Regions from separate parts of the Hordeum vulgare genome. Here region 1 is linked to region 2. The links are chromatin contacts, called in public Hi-C maps. All regions are on one chromosome and are shown on one strand. Each heading gives the region's core, a stretch centred on a gene start, on an enhancer-like site or on the middle of the called end of the contact. The rest is flanking DNA. Distances are from core to core; before and after follow the strand shown.

Region 1 (5,137 bases), core at 2,282-4,781, 37 kb after region 2:
TTCCGTAGGAGTGACACCGGCTACCCAGAACACGTTCATAGCCGTGAGCCATAAGGTGGTTCTCGTTTGCCAACGCTTGAAAAAAGTACCGGTAAACTTATCCGGTTTCAGTGCAGCAGCAAAACCATTACTCGAAAAATTCCTACAGACATTAGGTTTTTGGATTGTTGAGTAAATAGGCAATTTTCCGAGTACATTAATCCACAAAATAATAACTAGCATGGCATTGGCTAGACTAATGACATACTGATCTTGAGCTAACCTAGCACATACTACGCATATAGTGGATACATCTATGCAAACAAGTAGTACTGCTAGGATAAATACGAACATGAGGATAAACGAGTCATACCCTCCAATCGGCCAGTTGGCCGTAGCAGCAGCAGCGGCAGTATCCTCTGCCGTCTTCTTCTCGGCTTCCTCGCGGAGACGATCAGCTTCGCTTGGTGAAGACATGGTAATGACGAGGGCGACGCGGACGTAGACGAAGCAGACGGACGGAGGCGAGCAGTCGCGTGATCGCTCCCCAAAAACCTAATCGCCCCTCTCCCGTCGACCGTGTACGCGGTAAACGGGACGGAGCTCATTCCCGCAACCCGCGGCGCGTCGTGCGAGGCGTGGCGGGCGGCGGAGGAGGAGTGCGCGAGGGCACCTTCTCTTCTCACTCTCCAATAGCATATGGAAGAGAGACCCTTATAAAGGGGTCCAAACTCTCCTCCACTAGCGGGGTGGGATTAAACTCCCACCACCTTGTCATGCCACCACCTACATGGGCCCTTGGAGATTTTTTTGAAATTCTCTAATGGGCCTAAAGCCCACCTCCAAATTTCAACAGAAATTGCATCTGATGTATTTTGATCACATGCCGATCAAATTATACATCACACACGGTAATATTTGTACAATAATTCCGGATCGGAAGATTTGATACCTTATTACAAAAAAATTGACATCTAGCCATCCGGCGTCCACAACTGCTGGAAAATAACGAGCAGTGCATGGTCCATGTCGTTCACATCGATGCATCATCCCCACGGTATCTTTGATATGATATATGTGCGCATGTATGTATGGATGTATATTTGGGATTTGAGCAATGGGAGGGGAGATTGATTTACAGCTCCCATGTGTCGAACTTGCCGGAGACGAAGTCGTAGTGGCCGCCGACCAGCTTGAGGGTTCCGTTGGCCACACCCTCCTTGACGAACGGGTAGGTGCTGAGGTTCTGGAGGGACACGTTGACGGCCTCCTGTGGGAATGCAACGAACGGTTCAGAAATATATCATCTCTTGGTCAGCGAGTTGATCAATTCATTCACGTCCAAAGTACGAAATGGTAGATGGGAAATGGTGCGAACCTTCTCCAGGACGCCGCACTGGTCCTCGAATGGCATCTCGGAGCACTCGTCCTTCACCTTCTTCCTGGCCGGGAAGCCAATCCTGACCCAGTCCTCGACGAAGTGGCTGATACATAAGCAGCTCCGGTCAGAAACATACGAAATAAAACTTCATTCGGATTGGAAACGTGTTTTCCTCCACCAACTTACAATGTGTCGTCCGCGCCATCCTTGAGGTTGAGCAGGGCCTTGATCCCGCCACACCGGCTGTGGCCGATCACCACGATGACCTCGACCTTGAGGGCGCAGACGGCGTACTCGATGGCCGACCCGACGCCGGTGTGCTTGTTCTTGCAGTAGCAAGGGACCATGGCAGCGATGTTGCGGACCATGAAGGCCTCGCCGGGCTCCAGGCCCAGGGTCACCGACGGGCACACGCGTGAGTCGGCGCACGCAAACACCATGTACTGCACAACCATATTGTTTTCTTGCTTTAGTCGATGACGTTTCATAGTTGTTGGTGATAAGCAAACGCAGTTCTATTCAGGCTTTGACTGCTTTGGCCATCCGGGTAGAACAAATGAATAAGCACAATATGCTGATAGCGTGATACGTGGAGTGCACGTTTCTGAGACATCTTGCCAAGAAACTCTATCACTCTTGACATTCTGTCCCGGCGCGCTTTTTATCCAGCACGGCGGGAGAAAACCAGAAATAAATCTTGCTTTTGCGACAAGGAACCGAAAAGACAGAAAGCCAAGCAAAGCAAGTGGCGGCAAGGTTCCTCCGTTGCTGGCCCAGACCAAAAAACCTAATGAAGACTTGATGATGACCCGTGAAAGTAGACCCAACAAAGGACTTGATCATGTATTCGCCATGACTTTTTGCGAGTTATCTAGAATCTAGAATGGAAGACAGGACCACCACAGTCTGCAAGTTGCTCCAAAGATTGATAGCACTTCCATAGTTCGGCAGGCCTGCTTAATTATGTATATATGCAGAGCGGCAGGGCCAAAGCCATGGATGGCTTTATTCCCTGTTCACGGTTCTTGTGTGTGGGATCTGACGTGGCCGGTGCCAAGATGGTGAAGGCTCCATAATGGACATCGTTATCAAAAAATGTATATGCTCAAATGTGATACTGCAGAGTGGCGGCTATTTTCTAAGGAGAAAATATGAGACGCCTGGGACCTGAAATTCAACACGGACAGGTTGTTGGTCCGGTTTTTTAACAAGGGGGCCTCAACAACCTAACACGGCATTATCAGGCACGCCAATGGAGAATCTCAAAGAGAGGGACAAAAATGCCTCTTCTTGTACTAGTTGCAAGATTCTTAACATCAAAGTTATCCAACAAGAAAGCAGGAAAAGCAGGAAAGAAAGAAAGAACAATATTCTTTCTTTATACCCATCATCGTCCACAAGACCACAAAGAGATAAGGACCGGGACATCTCAATAAGCCAAATCATATATCACGACAACACACACATGGGCGGGGTTACCACAGCAAGCATGATCCGATTTCTTGGATGCGCATGACATGTGGTGGTTAATTGGTAAGGGAATCCACGATTATATTTCATACTAGGAGGATTAATTGATTGCCCCTCTTGGTTGTTGGTTTACCAGTGCATAACCTAGTATCAAGTGGCCGGCAGGCAGTGGCCCGTTCAATGAGGACAAAGCAGCCGTTTCCATTTCTTAATCCACTCCACTTTGACCGTAATTAACACGAAATGCTACGGGCAGCCCCAGCGCAAACCCGCGGCGGAGTTTGCCCCGGACCGGACGCCGAACGGCGGAACAAGGGACCGGAGTTGGTTGCTAGCTAGCAATAGAAGGAAATCAGATTGTGTGTATTGTGTATACCTTGGGTGACTGGTGGGCCTTGAGGGGCTCGAAGAGATCCGGCTTCTGGCTGCCATGGCGAGAGAATAATCATGTTAAGATGACTGAAATAGATAACCTCAAGGAAACCGGACCAAATCATGATCGAGGAGGAGGGTTTGTTCCGGTTAGCGGCGGGACGATGGGAATACTTACTCGTAGACCTCGGTCTTGAACTTCTCGAAGCCGGTCTTGAGGCGCTCGACAGGGTCCATCTCGAGCAGGAGGAGGTGTGGATGAAAGAGACGAAACTTGGTGGAGGGTGGGGGAGGATAGTTAGATGTTGGGTGGGCTTCTGAAATCGGGAGGAGGAGGAGGACGGACCTTATATAGCAGCCGGGGAGGGGAGGGGAGGGGAGGGGATGAGGCGTAGGGGCGGCCCCCGCGTCTCCGCTGGTATACTATGTTTGGAAATGGCGTCTCCCCGGATTGGTAGCGGTCAAAGAGAGATGACGCCACGTGAAAGGAGTGGGGCTGCTGGTTTCGTGCCCGATCGCCGTTTCTTCTTTCTCTTTTAGCATACTCCTGTTTGATCGGATTATATTAAGCGCGCCCGCCCGTGAGTTGATGGCGACCACCGGACCTTTCTTTGGAGGTGAGAAGAGGAGACGGTGGAGAACTGGGGGCAGGAAGGGACGGACGGCCGAGTTGGAGCGCGCACGGGAAAGGAGATAGACACAAAGAATACGCAACGGTGTGGCCGTACGTGTGGGGTGGGCTTGTGTGGTTTAGGAAGTTTTGAGATGCACCCGCATGCATAATTTGAATTGATCCTAGCCGCTGATCAACCGTGGGTAGATTTCTGACTACCAAAAAACATAGAGAAGTACTTAGTAGAGTACAATTTTTTTGACCGTCACAAAAATACGAAATAGTCAGAAATTTTTCTGGCTATTGATTAGAGTGTTTATTCTTCGTCCATTTACGTTCGGTACACTATAATTTCTTTCCAAGTTTATTCGCAAGGATGATGCCTTTCTTAATTTCTATAATTTGAAGAATGAAAAAGGAGTCTATAATAGTCCATGCATTTATCTTCCTATGCCTATAGCATTGTACCAGTAAATTTACGTCTATCCAGCGACCTAAATTAAGCACGCAATAAATATTATACAAGATATTAATATATGTGAAAATTCCACAATTTGCATGCAATTATTATATTATCTAATATCAACGTGCAATTAATATTTTACAAAAATATATCTAAGAAAATATTCAACAAAAATGAACACATTTACTAGGTAGTATAACCAGGAAAAAAATCCAAAGAGGCAGATCCAAGTAATCTCGGACGTCAAATCACGTGGACTCAACAACCTAAATTGGTTCAAAGGCGAGCGCTCAGCAAGTTTAACATGCAATAAGTATTATAAAAATATCAATATCAGTGAAAATTACATAATTTATCGCGTAACAAATACATAACCTTATATCGACGTGCGATTAATAGTCTACCAAATATATTTAAAACTATATTTTCCAAATACGAACGTGCATTGCATATCCGCATTTACTATTATGCCCAAATAAAAGATCCAAGTAATCTCGGAAATAAAATCACATGGACCAAATGGCCTAAATTGCTTCAGAGAGGTGAGCGCTCAATATATTTAGCATGCAATAAATATTATACTAACTATCAATATTAAAGAAAAAACAATAATTTAACGTGCAACTAATATATAACCTTATACCAACTTGCAATTAATATTCTACCAAATATCTCTAGAAATATATTTTCCAAATATGAACGTGCATTGCACGTCCACATTTACTAGTATACCAAGATAAAAATACTTAGTGTGCATATCAAATTAATCTCGCCATCAATTCATGTCATTCGAATGACCTAAATTGCTTAAATGGTGAGATCTCAAGATGTTAAACATGCAATTAATATTATACAAAAT
Region 2 (5,141 bases), core at 13-2,512:
CGACCGTCCACGACGTTTTCCGATGGCGCCACCGCAGGGACACCTCCGGAAACAAGTTGTCCCATTTTAACCGACGCACCGAGTATCACCTGGCTGCTCATGCCGGACTTCCTTTTACCTCCGCCGCAGCGTCTTCTCCATAGTTTGCCCCATCACCGACGTTCGTGCCCGGTGACTGCGAGGCAACTCGTCCCATAGCGACCTGTCCCCTTTCGAGCGGCGAGGGCTCATAAGTGTGTGCTGCAGATCTAACCTTCCTTTCCCCGACATCGCCGATGAAAGCCATGCGATCCGAGCAGAGATCGAAAGAATCAGCGGTTTCTTGGCGGCCCGCTCCAACTCCGATACCAGCTGCCTTTCGACCGTCCACGACGTTTGCCGATGGCGCCGCCGTAGGGTCCCCTCCGCCGGCGCCCGTCACACGATCTGACTGCCCGATGGCGTGGTGTTGCTGACTTCTTTCGGACGCGTGGATTGGGCTGGTTCTAGGATGTGCTTGAAAATGATGTTACTGTGGACTAACATCAGCGGCGGCGGCATGTCGTGAGCGCACACGAGCTTGACGGCCGCCGACGAGGAGAAGGGCCAAGAAGACGACAGGGCTGAGAGATCCTTCAAGCTAAATGGGGGCCTGTGTGGCGTTTCTGTTTCATTGTGGGGATCAGCGAGTTGGTACCGGTGCTAAGCACACACATGAGGGCTATCGGAGTAACGAGTCCTGCTCACGTAAGATACGGTAGGACCAAGCGGACAGGCAATTAGACTATGACACAATTTTTTTTGAAACAGAACATGAACGGGTTTCTGTTTCTTCCCACAGAACAAAGAAAACTATCTAAAACTAGAAAATTGCACTGTCCCTGACAAGATTCATGCATTAAAATGAACATGAAAATCGTTTTGCTTCAGGAATATACCTTTTTGGTTTTGATAATACTGCTTCAGGAATATACGGCTATACAACCTACGAACGAGGTATGTGTCACATGAATATCAGCTTTCAGTCTTGGGTGCAGGTCCTGCACATTCTTCCTATTTTATCCAGAAAATCAGTATTCAGTCTTGCGGGACGAAGCTGGCAGGCAATTAGACTACGACACAAACTTTTTTGAAACAGAACGTGAACGGGTTTCTGTTTCTTCCCACGGAAGAAAGAAAAACCATCTAAAACTGGAAAATCGCACGGTGTCCCTGTCAAGATTCATTCATTAAAATGGACGTGTCCCTGTCAAGATTCATTCATTAAAATGGACGGAAAAATCGTTTTGCTTCAGGAATATACCTTTTTGGTTTTGCAAATACTGCTTCAGGAATATACAGCCATACAAACGAGGTATGTGGGTCACATAAATATCAGCTTTCCGTCTTGCGTGCAGGTCCTGCACATTCTTCCTATTCTCTCGAGGAAATCAGCTTTACAAATGTTTTTACAAATCAGCTTTCAGTCTTTTTTTACTGAATTTTACAAATGTTTTTTGCTTGCTTAGTTTATCCAGCATTAGGGCTCTCTCGCATATTTGTCCTGAATTTACAAACGTCTTGTGGGAATTCATATTTTTTCGTTATTTCTCCCATTTGTTTTGAAAGCAGGCATCGGTTTTGAATAGTCATTATCTTTGACCATTATATAGTGAGTTGATACAATAATTTCTCATTTCCAGGTCCATGGATAAACGGTAAATGGAACTAGTACCAACTACTCTCTCCGTTCCTAAATATAAGTTTTTGTAGAGATTTCACTAATGGACTACATACGGATGTATATAGACATACTTTAGAGTATATATTCAATCATTTTGCTTCGTATGTAGATCCTTAGTGAAATTGCGGAACGGAGGGAGTACCAAGCAACCAAATACACGGCATATATTAGCAAGCCTGATCACAAGGAATTATTCAAGAACAAACACGGGTATTGATGAGTAGCCCACGCAACTGATGAACAAATTAATTTCACTACTCACATATTTTTGTTAATCCACAAGAGAAGAACGCAGTACGATGCAGTTCAACCGCAAACAGTCAAAAGAAAAAGAAGCAGAATCAACGTGATGGCCACACATGACATGACAGCGGAAAAGGGCTCGACATCTTTTGGTCAAGAATTGAAGAAATAACTCTACAGACCTGTGCATATGGCCGCCGTCATCTTTTTGGTTCACGGCCAATACTGCATGCAATTGCTGATTTACCAGTAAACCGTTGGATCAGTGTCGTCGACGTTTTGCATTGCGGCGCGCCGGCATCACCTCGCCCTCTAGCTTGACGACGTCCTTGGCGAGGGTGACGGCCGCCACGTCCTCCATTGCCTCCTCCTCGGAGAGACGCAGGGAGAATTTCACGGGCGGCGCCGGTGCATTCCCCTGCCTCGCCCGCCGCCGCGGCCTCTTCACCGTCTTGGCCTCCTGCCCGAAATACCTGGCCACGTCGGATAGTAATTTGCCGCTGCCCGTCGCCAACGCTGTCGCAACTCCTAGATCGTAGAGATCGCGTTCGCCATTTGTGTCGCCGGAGGTGGACGACGATGTGCACGTCGAGGACCCGATCGGATTGTCCTGCAGTGCCGGCGAACGGACGTGTTCCCCAGAAGGAACCCTAAGAGACTGTAGATCCATTTCTAGATCAATGGCGGACACTTTGCCGCTTGCCACAGCTTTGATGGCCTGATTGACCATGTCGTCATGGCCGGCGATGACGTCCACCGGCGGCGCCGTGGGCGATCCGGACGGCGGACGGATTGCCAGAGTTAAAACCCTGATATCTTTTCTCGCGGAAGCGTCCTCCAAGGCCTCGCGGTCGTCCGTGTACACGTCGAGGTCGCCGCGCCGCACGAGCTCCGCCGAGGCGTCCACCAGCTCGTCCATCTCCTTGCCCCGGACACGTCTGTTTCCGGCGGGCGCGCCCGGGGCGCCCTTGAGCCTCCGCAGCGCGCGCGGGGCCGTCTCGCCGGGCCGGAGGAGGGCGGCGATCCGCTTCTTGATGTCGAAGACGGCGCGGGAGCCGACGACGCCCTCGAGGATCCGCTCGTCCTCCTCCTGCCTATCCATGGCCTTCCTCGCGCGCTTCGTCATGGCGGCCTGGCCGTCGCCGTCGACGTCGCCGGCGGCGCCCAGCCAGGCTTCGTCTTTGTTGCCGCCCCGCGCCGCGCGCTCCACGAAGCTGCCGGTGGCGTCCAGGAACCCGGTGTCGCCGCCGGTGCCTTGCGAGGCGGCACCATCCGGCATTTCGTCGTCGTCGAGGAAGTCGTAGGCCGCGGGGCCGTAGCAGCGTCGTGCTTCGGCGGCGGCCTTCACGTCGTCGTCGTCGGGGTCCACGGCGGGGCGCTTGGTGCGGCGCGGCGACTCCATAGCGTTTGGCCGGAGGGAAGAGACCGGGCGGCGCACGATTATAGTTGAGGCGAGCCCCGACCTGACGTGAGAGGTTGGATGCATGCTCGCATGATATACCCACGTAGTTGTTGGTGCGCCAGTCGGATTCGGTTTGGACTTACCGACGTAGCGAACGAACGCGCACATGCATCTTTGCAATTGTTTTTGTTTTGTAGCATCTGCCGTGCTACAAAATCGTGGTCGTCGGTGTTTCCACTGTCGTTGATGCTGCATCATCACCGACGAAGCTGCAGTGCAACAAGCGTTGTGTTCCGACCCGGATCTCGTCGCCGATGAAGCCGCAGTGCAACGCGTGCCGGCGAAGCTGCAGTGCGTGCCATGCGAGTTGTGCTACGACTCCTAGTCTCCTGTCTCCTCATCGGCGAAGCTGAAGTGCAACGCACACTGTGCTTCGACCCGGATCCCGCTACCGGCGAAGCTGCAATGCAACGCAAGTTGTGCTTCGACTCCTATATTGCCTCCGGCGAAGCTACTTCGACTTAATCTCGTTGCTGGCAGGGAGCTGGAATGGAATGAACCACCATGGCCGCCGCGCGCTGCGTTGCGACATCCATGATCATCGTCGTCATCACGCGCCGGGATGCAGCTCTCACTGGCGTTGCTGCCATTGATGAAGTGGCTGCTGCAACGTAGTGGAGGAAATCTTAGGCAGGGCAGGCTGCTGCGACGAACGGACCAAGGCACCGATGCATTTGCTGGGGGAGGAGAAAGCCACGGAGCATTGACCCATCTAGTGACTCGAGAGGATGGATCGGACGGCTATCGACCTGAGGAAATCAATCGTATGATTTGTAGCAGTCCCCGTATAGATATATTTTTAACAGTGTTCATATAGATATATGTTAGAGTGTAGATTTACTCATTTATTCTGTTTGTAGTCTCTAATAAAATCTTTAAACGAAGTTATATTTAAAAACAAAGGGAGTATATTTGTAATATTTAATTCCTATCCTAATTTTGCACGTTGGTATTTTTCTTATGAAAGAATGCATGCATGGTCCCCACCTGATCTCCTTTCTAACTCGAGTAAAGAATATGACACGTTCACTCTCTCTGCTTGCTAACCCAACAAATCCATATTTTTAGTTTCTCTTTCACAGTTTCAATCATTTAAATATTTTAAATTGTAATTTCATCTTTGTTTTTTACACATATTTAAAATGACCCCCTTGGCCGCCATTTTCACCAGCGTCTACCTCCTCCCCCAACTCCCACCACCGTTGAACACCTAGAACTACACACACCCACACACTGAACCACTACATAAGGGTCTTCCAATCTTTCAATGAGAAATAGTCTGTCGATTCAGATGCAGACGACTCTGATGATCCGACTACAACGTGTAATAATGCACTTTGTAACCTTGAACTCTATTCTTTCAAATTTGGAAAACGACGTGTATTTTTGAAGTTCGAAACATGATGACGACCACTAAGGATTTCTTTGAGATCATGCAATGTGACCCATATCCGCGCCCCGTCTTTCTACTTGGCGCCTAAAGCTTGAGAATGTTATGTTCTTAAGCAACATCTGTGTGCTCTTTGCGGTCAATAGGGAGAGGCTCAAAGCTTTGTATTCCACACTAGTTTGCAAACGAATTCTGGAAGACTGCCGCCCATTTTTGGCTGCAAGTCAGCTAGCGTTGCGTCTGCTTCACATCACATGGGTTAGGTTCCTCGGGAGAGCGAATAGAAGCATAAATAGATGGACATATATATACCTACATTTTTAGCTAAAGGACCAGCCACGAGT

The links. Hi-C and Micro-C count contacts between places; a contact is called where the count stands out from the background.
Region 1: a Hi-C map of leaf shows a contact between it and region 2, with 3 times the contacts expected there. The contact joins the promoter of LOC123410145 here to the enhancer-like site in region 2. A contact is called at or near these places in 3 of 6 Hi-C or Micro-C datasets (leaf and seedling).

What each region holds. Positions count from the first base shown.
Region 1 is chr7H:614,019,366-614,024,502 of MorexV3_pseudomolecules_assembly, forward strand. LOC123410145 (carbonic anhydrase, chloroplastic-like) reads right to left here and starts at 3,532. Exons shown (of 5, transcript XM_045103041.1): 1 at 3,381-3,532; 2 at 3,207-3,255; 3 at 1,547-1,803; 4 at 1,358-1,463; 5 at 762-1,249. The coding sequence starts at 3,439. The coding sequence ends at 1,115.
Region 2 is chr7H:613,984,424-613,989,564 of MorexV3_pseudomolecules_assembly, forward strand. No RefSeq gene overlaps it. Among protein-coding and RNA genes, the nearest start is that of LOC123408955, 10 kb to the left of the region's middle. Within about 2 kb of position 1,263, at least 1 of the 3 cell types and tissues checked has open chromatin away from gene starts, as enhancers often do. A contact at or near this core is called in leaf, where this site is marked.